Linked DNA regions of Sus scrofa: region 2 is linked to region 1. Evidence: chromatin contacts called from public HiChIP or PLAC-seq data. All regions are on one chromosome and are shown on one strand. Each heading gives the region's core, a stretch centred on a gene start, on an enhancer-like site or on the middle of the called end of the contact. The rest is flanking DNA. Distances are from core to core; before and after follow the strand shown.

Evidence for each region. HiChIP or PLAC-seq counts read pairs in DNA pulled down with a chosen protein or histone mark.
Region 2: an H3K27ac HiChIP or PLAC-seq map of alveolar macrophages shows a contact between it and region 1. The contact joins the promoter of BLOC1S4 here to the enhancer-like site in region 1. A contact is called at or near these places in 1 of 5 promoter capture datasets (liver), 6 of 47 Hi-C or Micro-C datasets (alveolar macrophages, epiblast stem cells, liver and 3 more) and 2 of 2 datasets of contacts at active chromatin or transcription factors (alveolar macrophages and skeletal muscle).

Annotation. Positions count from the first base shown.
Region 1 is chr8:3,961,543-3,966,951 of Sscrofa11.1, forward strand. It overlaps KIAA0232, which reads right to left. Exons shown (of 13, transcript XM_021100968.1): 5 at 4,232-4,298; 6 at 3,112-3,123; 7 at 3,043-3,109; 8 at 1-404. Among named protein-coding and RNA genes, the nearest start is that of TBC1D14, 45 kb to the left of the region's middle. Within about 2 kb of position 1,534, at least 2 of the 83 cell types and tissues checked have an H3K27ac peak or open chromatin away from gene starts, as enhancers often do. A contact at or near this core is called in alveolar macrophages, where this site is marked.
Region 2 is chr8:4,094,220-4,099,778 of Sscrofa11.1, forward strand. BLOC1S4 (biogenesis of lysosome-related organelles complex 1 subunit 4) reads right to left here and starts at 1,571. Exons shown (of 1, transcript XM_003356845.4): 1 at 1-1,571. The coding sequence starts at 1,531. The coding sequence ends at 875.

The DNA.
Region 1 (5,409 bases), core at 284-2,783:
ATTTTGCCTCTCCCTGATTCCCGCTGGAACTCGAGCCTGCCTCGCTAGAGCCGGAAGACCAGGAGCGAGGGCGCAGCTTCCCTTCGGGCTTCTGTCGGATCTGCTTTTTGTACAGAGCGGGCTTGTCTTCGCCGGGGCCGTTTCTCACCCTGTTCTCCTTCTCGTTCGGCCCTCTGCTCTGGGTTTTCTCGTGCGCGCTGCTGGGGACTTCGCTGCTTCTCTCCTTGGTGACCTCGCCTTCGCTGGGGCAGTCCTTGGGGGAGGACGTGTCTGTGCTGGCGGGGGGCGCTGTGGACGATGAGGAGGAGCTGGAGTAAGAACAGACTGCAGACTTGTTCCACACCGTCATGATCTCCTGCAGGCAGACGGGCTTCTCCGAAAGCGGCGGGAACGCTTCATAGTACCTGAAACAAAGAGAACCCAAAAGTGGGCACTCAGACGGCATCGGATACAACAGAACCTCGCCAGCTGGAGAAGTGGGACATTTCATTTCAATACGATGCTTCTATCACCCGTGAATCACTCACTTTAAGAAAATTAATATGATAGTAGAGGCGTTCCCGACCCGGCGCAGTGGAAACAAATCCGAGTAGGAACCATGAAGTTGCGTGACTGATCCCTGGCCTCGCTCAGTGGGTTAAGGATCCTGAGCTGCTGTGAGCTGTGGTGTGGGCTGCAGATGCGGCTCAGATCTGGCGTTGCTGTGCTGTGGTGTAGGCCGGCGGCAATATCTCCTATTGGACCCCTAGCCTGGGAACCTCCATATGTCATGAGCACAGCCCTGAAAAGCAAAAAACAAAAAACAAACAAACAAACAAACCAAAACAACAACAAAAAACCAAACATACGCTTTATATTTAGCTCTATGGATCAAGCACCTCTGTGTTCAACACTGAGAGAAGCACTATAAGAATATTTACAAAACATGCAAGATGACAACTTTTTTTTTTTGGTCTTTCTGCCCTTTCTAGGGCCACTCCCGCGGCATACGGAGGTTCCCAGGCTGGGGGTCGAATCGGAGCTGTAGTTGCCAGCCTACACCACAGCCACAGCCACGTGGGATCCGAGCCGCGTCTGCGACCTACACCACAGCTCACGGCAACGCCGGATCGTTAACCCACTGAGCAAGGCCAGGGATCGAACCCGCAACCTCATGGTTCCTAGTCGCATTCGTTAACCACTGCGCCACGACGGAACTCTGCATGATGACAACTTCTACCTTTAAAGTTTGGATTTTAACTAAGTCACGAACAACAAATATAACATAGTGGAAAGTGTAATATTTTGATATGAAATTTCTGAATTTGAACCTCAGCTCACTTACTAGGTTTGGGACTTTAAGCTAACCCTATCATGCCTCAGTTCATTTCCTCATGACTCACCTCTCCAGGCTGTTCTGAGCACTGGAAACAGACAGAGGTGAAAAGCCGGACAGCAAAGGGATCGACAGCATGAACTCTGAAGCCACACTCTCTGAGTCTGAGTCCTGACCACCGCTCAGGAGCTGGGTGGCCTTAGGCGTGGTCCTTAACCTCTCTGTGGCCCATGAAATGGGGTAATAATCCTATCTACCGCACAGAGGGCTGAGGAATAAAGGAACTAACATGTGAAATGAGTCAGAAGGGCAAGCTCAGTGATTGCTGTCGTCGTATCTGTTCTCAGGAGGCTCACACAAGGCCTTGTGTTAAGCAGGCCCTAGAAATGGCAGGGATCATGGAATTCGAGTGCTCAGAAAAGAGGGGGAGGCCCAGAACAATCAGAGAAAAGGGACTCCAGCTGAGCCGCCAGGGTCCAGAAAAATGTCGCAGTTTGGTGAGTACTAACTGGGAGGCCTGGGAACCTGTGCGAGGACACGACGACATTGGGCCTCGTAAGACCAGCAACTGCTGGAAACACAGGGCGGAGACGCCAGGGAGGTGGCTGCAGAGAGCGTGGAGACGGGAAAGGAGGGCTTTTAGCTTGCTGGGAAACCGGTACCACTGATGATGTCAGAGCAAGGCTGACATCAGAGTCGGGGGGCTGCCAAGGTGGGTGCCGTCATTGTAACGGCGCGTCAAGGTCACCCATGAAGCGCTAAAAGGCTTACACTTGACCCTCTTTTGTCTATACTGTGAGCTCCGTAAGCAATTTTTAAAGTTCTAGGAGTCCCGTTAAAAGCGTAAGAAGAAAACAGGTGAAATTAGTTTCGGTAACATATTTTACCTAACCATTATCATTTTACATGTAATCAACACTGAACATATTAATGTAATGTTTTACTTTTTTTTTTCAACCACATCCACAGCATGAAAGTTCCCAGGCCAGGGATCGAATCTGAGCCACAGCTGGGACCTAAGGCACAGCTACAGCAACACCAGACCCTGGACCCTCTCTGCCACAGCAGGAAGCCCTACATTCTTTTTTATCTGAAGTCTTTGAACTCTGGTGAGGACGACACATACAACCACAGCTCAGTCTGAAACGGCCCCACCCGGCTGGCTGTGGCTACCATGCTAGGCAGCACACCCAGCACAACCAACTGCATGTTATTTTTTCCTTAAAGAACTTCCTAGGAGTCCTGACGATTCAAGTAAAATGTGTAATAGGGAAATCTGCTTACAGGCAACCACTTTAAATATTAACCACTGACAAAAGACAGAAAAGCCTCTTTAGGAAACAAATCTGACAAGGTCCACGACTTGCCCACATTCCCCCTCGTCAGGGGTGGGAAGCTGGCGTCCAGGGACACGTGTCATTTCTCACAACTGTCTCAGGGCACTGCGGTGGAGCCCGAAGCTCGTGTGTGAACGGAGAGTACATCACAATCTCGTTTCGCTCATTCGCTTCACAAACACTGATTCAATATGCGTGCAAAGGATAAAACCGTCTTACTCGTAACCGCTGAACTCTCCGTGTCGAGCACACACAAACTGTTCGGTACATGCTTCCCGGGTTACAGGATATCAAACTAAACAGGAGACGACACACGACGCCTGCAGACCAGGCCGCAGCGTCCAGTCTGCTTTCAGCAAACACCCCTGGCTTGCTGATGCGCTTACGTACATTTCCACTTGGTCCTTGGCTGCAGGGGACAGTTCTGCCTCCGGAGAGGGAGACCCCTCCAACTTTTGTGAATCTTCTCCTCTGTGATGAAACAAGAATTCAGGAACATGTGTCATATCTAGTTAACAAATGCTCATGTTTCAAAAGCTCCTCAAATAAATGTAATCAGAAGTTACACAGGCTTCTGTGGCGTCATTAAAAAGAACGACATACCCCTTCGACCTTTTAATAACAATCTATTTCTTGAGTGCGCCCGAGGGACTTCTCTGGCTAAACCACATTAACCCTGGGCGGAGGGCCGAGGGCGGAGGGCGGGCTCCGGAGGAGGCTCGGGGTCAAGAGACCGCAACCCCCGCGTGCGTGCGTATTCATCGCACCAGAGGAGAGAGCACCTGCTCAGGTCTCCCAAGTATTTTCTCACACGACCCTGCACGCACGGGCGTCACGGCGCCCCGTCGGGACTGACACGAGGCTGCGAGGAAGGTTCTCTCACGAGCTCCGTCGCTCCTTCCGCGAGCGAGGGCCGTGCGTCCACTAAAACAGAAGCGAGGCGGCCCCCGACTGCCCTCGGATCAGGAACCGACCAACTGTGCCTTGAAAAGGAAGGCTCGGGGCCTGGTGGGCAGCAAAACGGCCACGAAGCGGACAAGGACAACAGCCCGCAACACTCAGGGGCTGCAGAAAGAGGGGCAAAGAAGCCGGAGGGGTTCGCAAATGAAAACAAACGCCTCGAGGAGCTTGTCAAGTCTGTCTACCCAAAAACGTCAAGAGTCAAGGCAAAAGTTCCTTCCAAACCCAAAACAATTAGTGGACGCTTTGGGGGGCCTTGAGGTCACCCGGCAAACATGAGTGGGGTGGTGGAGGTGGAGACGGGAAAGAGGAGGGTGCTGCAGTGTGAGGGCGAGCGGAAAGCAACGTCTCCCGTCCAGGAGGGCACCTGCGGGTGGAGGCACCCCCGAGGGCAAGGCTCCGCCTGTGCAGGATGAACGACGGCCGGGGGCGACCCAGGAGCCACTCGCAGGCAGCCGAAGCGACCCTGGCCTGGTGGTACTCGGAATACAAAGGCCTGGCCCTTCTCTTCCCATCCCTTCTAAGATTCCCCCCCGCCCCCCCAACTCCTAGCAGACTCCAACCTCCCAGCAGGGAGCCCCTGGGAAGAGCCGCTGGGAAGAGGGAGGTGTGCGCTCACCTTGCTTGCTCTGAAGGTCTTTCAGCCTGGAGCAAAGCTCCTCCACCAAAGTCTCAATACCCGAGCTCTGGGCGAGAAGAGAAATACACATCAGTTTACTGCCAAAGTACAAAAAGTCAGGTATTTGTATAATTTCGTTTTCATACAAAGTGTTGTGTCTTCCATGTTTCAAAAGAATTACATCATCAATATTTACATGAACTCAAGAGTCTCCAAACTATAGGTTTGTGGATCCAGTTTGGTAAATGTATTCATCAAGTATATTCACTGGTACTTACTTATAAGATGTGAGAATATTAACGCAGCGCCCAGCGTGGCGTCTGTCTTCCGGGAATACAGCATCGTGCTCACGGGGGCAGCCTAGGACCCAAGTGCCAGCTTAAGGCTAAAAGTGTCACTACCAAACCCTATTCAATACCTACATGAGCAAATTTAAAACTGCAAAACCTCGTCATGGTCCTCGGGGAGCTCACGGTACAAAGAAAAAAGGAGATTACATTTCCTCTCTTCTAAAGCAAATGCTCATGACTGGAACAAAAAGAGCAGGTAGGAAACATATGTCATTGCTGGGAGCAAACGGGAACGCTTTCAGGTCGTGAACAGGGTGTTAGCCTCTGTGGAGAACTGGGGTAAAATTTAAGGCGAGGGCACGGAGGTCCAAGACTGGGAGGAGAAGAATAAGAGGCGAACTCCAGAAAAAGGAATGCTGCAAACAGGCTTAGGCAAATCTGTCCGTATGCATATTTTTAAACTTTTAACATTCTCTGCTTCTTACAGGAGAAAAGAATAGTCTTGCACAAGGTACAAGAAAGAGTTCGCATTTTCTAGGAACTTCATATTTATTCAGTGGCCAAAAGTCCTATTTAAATTGGCACTGGGTGTCTCCTGGTGGGCACGACCCGAAAGGATACACAGGACTCTGCTCGCCTGATGCCCTCACAGGGCCTTGAGGGGCTAAAAATAGAACCTCACCCCACTCGCTTCACTCAAAATGACTCAGCACAAGTACTGCGGACACCGGAGACAAGAAATCGTACATTACACAGTTTAGCAGCAAGAAACCGATTACAAAGGAAAAGGCCACCTGTAAACATTGATAGTTACACTCTAGCCACATCGTATCACAGCTTTCAGAGGAGACAGGACAGAAAAGGAAAGGGAAATGGGCCAGAAGAGAG
Region 2 (5,559 bases), core at 321-2,820, 130 kb after region 1:
ACCTCCGTATGTCAAGGGTGTGGCCTTAAAAAAAGCAAAATAATAATAATAATAATAAAGTAAGAGTTCCCATCATGGCTCAGCAATTAACGAACCTGACTAGTATCCATGAGGACTCAGGTTTGATCCCTGGCCTTACTCGGTGGGTTGAGGATCCCGACGTTGCCGTGAGCTGCGGTGTAGGTCGCAGATGCCACTCAGATCTGCTGTTGCTGTGGCTCTGGCAGGCCATCGGCTACAGCTCAGACTGGACCCCTAGCCTGGGAACCTCCATATGCTGCAGGTGTGACCCTAAAAAGACAAATAACAATAATAATAATAATAATAAAGTAAAAGTAAGCTATGGAAAACTGAATCACTATTGGGATCAAATTAACAAGGCTTTAAAGGCTCAGTTTTCTTAAGTGTATACAAGTATGCAAATCTTGAAAAGATATTACTATTAGTTGAGCCGTAAAATAAATAAGTTCTGCCACAGTGCATACATAAATTCATTTATTTTGCTTCCTGGTCCCTACCCGCACAAACCCCACACCAAGTAGCTTTCAAGTCTGAACTGGAAGACATAGAAAATCATGTATCCTGGAGTTCCCTGGTGGCTCGGCAGGTTAAGGATCTGGTGTTGTCACTGCTATAGTTTAAGCCACTGCTGTGGCACAGGTTCTTCTCCTGACCCCAGAACTAACGCATGCCACAGGGCAGAAAAGAAAAAAGAAAAAGAAAATCTTATATCCTATGTGAGATGAAGACGTGAGAAATGAAGTGTGCAAAAAATTACTTGAAAATTCCAAACTCCAACATCGTGCATGTCTATTAACAGCACTTTCAATTGATAATTTCAGACCGCGTCCTCTTGCAGCGCTGTGCGGCAGACTCACACCTGAGGTCTTTCGCTGCAACAGGGAAAGTGGTCTTCTGTCCGAAACACGACGGGGGGCTCGTATCCCGTCAGCTGGGATTTGCTGGAGGGCGCCTTGTTGAAGAAGGACGGCACGTTAATTGTGTGCAGGAGTTTCCGGAATGTACTAGGGAAAGTCCCCAGCTCGGCCTCCGCCCTGGCGACATGCTCCTCCATCCTGGCCACGCTGGCGCCGATCATCCCCACGAAGGCCTCGAGCCGGTCGATCTTGCTGTAGACCCGACGCATCTCGGTGGCCTTAGCGTAAATGCGAGGCACGCCTTCGCTAACCACGTGGGAGGAGTCGCCGCGCAGCATGTCGAGCATACCCACAAACTCGTCCACCCTGGTGAGCAGATCCTCCAGGCTCGCGTCCAAGGCCTCGACCTCGGGGCGCGCCCCGGCGCTGGGCAGCAAGCAGGTGGCGTAGCCGGCGGCTGCGCGGCGCAGCAGCGGCAGGTCCCGGCCCGGCGCGCCCAGCTCGGGACCCTCGTCCTCCCACGGCCCAGAGGCGCTGCTGTGGCTCTGGGACACGTTGCCGCTGTCCCCGCTCCAAGAAGCTACCTGGGGATCCGCCTCCTCTGCCGCTGGCACCTCCAGCGGCCGCAGGCACCCAACCGGGTCACCCTCCATGGCGCGCGACGCCCAGACTTCCACCCACTTCCGGTCTCAGCGCGCATGCGCACGCATGGCACGCAGCCACACTTCCGGCCTCCACGCGCGCACTTTGCGCCGCGCAATCCCCTTGTTTCTGGTCCCTTGCCCGCCGCAGGCACGTGCGCGCGCCCGCGCCACCTCCGCTTGCAGCGGCCGGAGCACTCAGGCCCCGCGTATACGTTCATGCTCAGAACCCTTTTTTATATTTTTGATGCTGCGCCTGCATATAGAAGGTCCCCCGCTAACAGTCAAATCAGAGCTGCAACTGGGACCTGTGCGACAGCCATAGCAACACGGATCTGGGCGGCATCTTCGACCTACATGGCGACTTACGGCAACACTGGATACTTAACTCACGGAGCAAGGCTAGGAATCACACCTGCATCCTTTTGGTTTTTTTTAATTATTTTTATTTTTATTTTATTTTATTTTTCAAACCTGCATCCTTACAGAGACAAGGATAGGTCCTTAACCCACTGAGTCACAACGGGAACTCTCAGAACCCTTTTTAAAAATATGAAAGTATAACGAATACAATAAATGAATCTTAAATGTACACATGGATGGAATTCTCGCTGTGGTGCAGTGGGTTAAGGGCTTGGCTTTGTCTCTGCAGTGGCAGGTGTTCAATCCCTGGCCCAAGCACTGCGTTAAGAATCCAGTGTTGCTTTCTCATAGCTTGGATTCGATCCTGGCACAGGAACTTCCATATGCAGTAGGTATAGTTTAAAAAAAAAAAAGTACACATTTATTGTTTTGTTCATATCCATACAACCATGTAACCTCCAACCAGGTCAAAATATAATACTGAGGCACAAGGTGGGTAGGCTCCAGGTTAGACTTTTACAGCCAGCCTCCTGTTTATTCTTTGAGATAGACTAGGAACAATGAGGTTGCGGATTTGATCCCTGGCCTCAAACAGTCGGTTAAGGATCTGGGTGCTGCCCTGAGCTGTGGTGTAGGTTGCAGATGCGGCTCGGACCTGGCATTGCTGTGGCTGTGGAGTAGGCTGGCAACAACGGCTCCAATTCAACCCCTAGCCTGGGAACCTCCATATGCCGAAGGTGTAGCCCTGAAAAGACAAAAAATAAAAAAATTTTAAAAATAACAACAGAACAGAGTAAATAAATGGACTTTGTCTCCTGTGGACATTTTTTTTTTGTCTTTTCTAGGGCTGCTCCCATGGCACATGGAGTTCCCAGGCTAGGGGTCTAATTGGAGCTGCAGCCACTGGCCTACGCCAGAGCCACAGCAACACGGGATCCGAGCCACGTCTGCAACCCACACCACAGCTCGCGGCAACGCCAGATCGCCAACCCACTGAGCAAGGCCAAGAATCGACCCCGAAATCTTACGGTTCCTAGTCAGAGTCGCCAAACACTGTGCCACGATGGGAACTCCTCCTGTGGGCACTTTTAAGCAAAGGTAGTGGCAGGGCCAGACCAGAGAACAGCTAATTCCTGCTTGGGCAAACATCGAAAGGTCACATACTTCCCATGCTCAGGGTTAGGGAGACCCCAACATCACATGTGCATCAAGACCATGAGGGGTCAGGAAGGAAGGGGATGCTAGGCCATAATAACTTGTGCTAACCGTCCCATAAGCACTTGCGCTGGAACCCATTTTGACTAAAAGATGGGCACACATTGAGGAGGGCCCTGGCTCTGATCAGGTGTGAGAAATAAAAACAAAATTGGCCAAAGGAAAACAAAGACTCAGAAGAACTGCTCCATATATGTGATTTAAATCACCCCTCTGCCACCTTCCCACACTTCTTTGGCTGTGTATTACTGCCTTGCTTCTGTCTTAAATAAACTGCTTCTCTGTGTGTTCTCCCACATGTTTCGCTGTGCGTTTAACAAACTTTGTAACTTTGGATCCGGCGTCTCTGTGAGCTGTGGTGTAGGTTGCAGACTCAGCTCGGATCCTGAGTTGCTGTGGCTCTGGTGTAGGCTGGTGGCTGCAGCTCTGATTAGACCCCTAGCCTGGGAACCTCCATATGCTGCAGGGGCGGCCCCAGAAAAGGCAAAAAGACAAAAAAAAAATTCACACTAATGGCCCAGCAATTCATCTTCTGAAATGGTACACTAAAGAAAAAAGTCTAAAAGAAGAAGAGAAAATAACTCTATGTAGAAAGATGTTCACAGTCGTTTGGAAATAATGCACATGGCCCACCAGAATACTGTTAGGTATTAGGACACATGCATAAAGTGAAATATTCTGTAGGCCTTAAAGGAATGTGACTCACTAGAAATGGAAAAGGCAATTCACTGAAAAATGATCAGCCAGCTTTGTGGTTAATGTGATTAAAGTAATAAAGATACACCATTTTTCATTCTTCAAAAAAATAAAATAAACTTTATAACTTTTTTACAGTTTTTGCCTCCTCCAAACATTCTTGCTTTTGGAGTTCCCATCATGGCTCAGTGGTTAACAAATCCAACTAGGAACCATGAGGTTACAGGTTCAATCCCAGGCCTTGCTCAGTGGGTTAAGGATCTGGTGTTTAATGAACTTTGTAACTTTGGATCCGGCATTTCCGTGAGCTGTGGTGTAGGTCGCACCACAGCAATGACAATGTCAGATCCTTAAATTAAGCACTAGGGAACTCCTGTATAACGTGCCTTAAAATGAAGAAGATTCCTAGGAAATGCCCCCAGTCTATCCTCTATCCTGTGTACCACTAGCTCTGTGGATGCTATTTTATTCGAATTCATTGCACTACATTTGCCAAGCCCCCATCTCCGCTGGCACCAAGCTAGCTGCTGTACATAAGCCTGCAGTCCTCACAACCCTCAGCAAGGAAAATGCCTCACCCAGTAACAGGCGAACGTGAGGGCCAGAGGGAGGAAGGCACGGAGAGGGCTTGAGACCAGGGCCGAGGGGACAGACTTCCTGCTCTGCCCGCTGCTCAAGGCACCCCAAGGCCCTGGGTCTTCTTTAGGAGGGCCGGGCGGGGGTCTCTGAGACCCCGTTCACGTGATGTGGGTGAGCCAGCACCAAGGGCCAAGGACCACCACAGTGCAGATCCACAAATCACCAGCAGGGGGCACCGGCAAACCAGCCCTGGCACCTACCAACTGAAGAGTAAACAAATACCAATACCTCAGAAGCGAGGCCCGGGAAGTTTGTACCCAGACGGCCACCAGGGTCTAGGAAGCTCTGACTGTGCCAGGCACTGGGCAGGGCATGGAGGAAACGGCCACAAGGCTTTTGGGTGCTCCTGAGCTTGGTGCTCCTCCAACTTTGCTGGCTTGGGCATCAGCTGGAGGCCCAGCTTGTTCAAGGGCCTGAGCCCCTACTTTTACCACGTTTCCTGGTGGTTCTGATGTAACTCGTTTGAGAATTCCTGGCTCATCCACTGGTTCTCAAAATGTGACCCTCGGATCCCTTGCGTGGTGCAGAGCGTTCAGCCAGCAGCAGTGTTTAAAGTTTTGAGTTCAAAAAGAAATTAAATTGCATCTAAGTTAGAAGGACAATGGAGTTCCCGTCGTGGCTCAGTGGTTAACGAATCCAACTAGGAGCCATGAGGTTGTGGGTTCGATTCCTGGCCTTGCTCAGCGGGTTTAAGGATCCGGTGCTGCCGTGAGCTGTGGTGTAGGCCGGTGGCTACAGCTCTGCTTTGATCCCTAGCCTGGGAACCTCCATATGCCACGGGAGCGGCCCTAGAAAAGACAAACACACACACACACACACACACACACACACACACACACACACGAAGGACATTCACATTTTTTTTTTTTTTGGTGGTACCTACACATGTGGAAGTTCCCAGCCAGGTTCTAACCCCATCCCCACCCCCCCAGCGGTGGACACGTGGAGACCCAGCAGGCCCCCTGCCCCATGTGGACGCAGAGGGAGAGCCTGGCCCTCAGGGTGGTGGGGAGACAGCTCAGGGGACTCCGCCGAGGGCGCAGCACCAGCCTGGCCCATCACAGGATTCTCCTTTGGACTCGCTGCCTCTCTCCAGGTCTCCTGGATCACCGTGCCGATCACTCGGG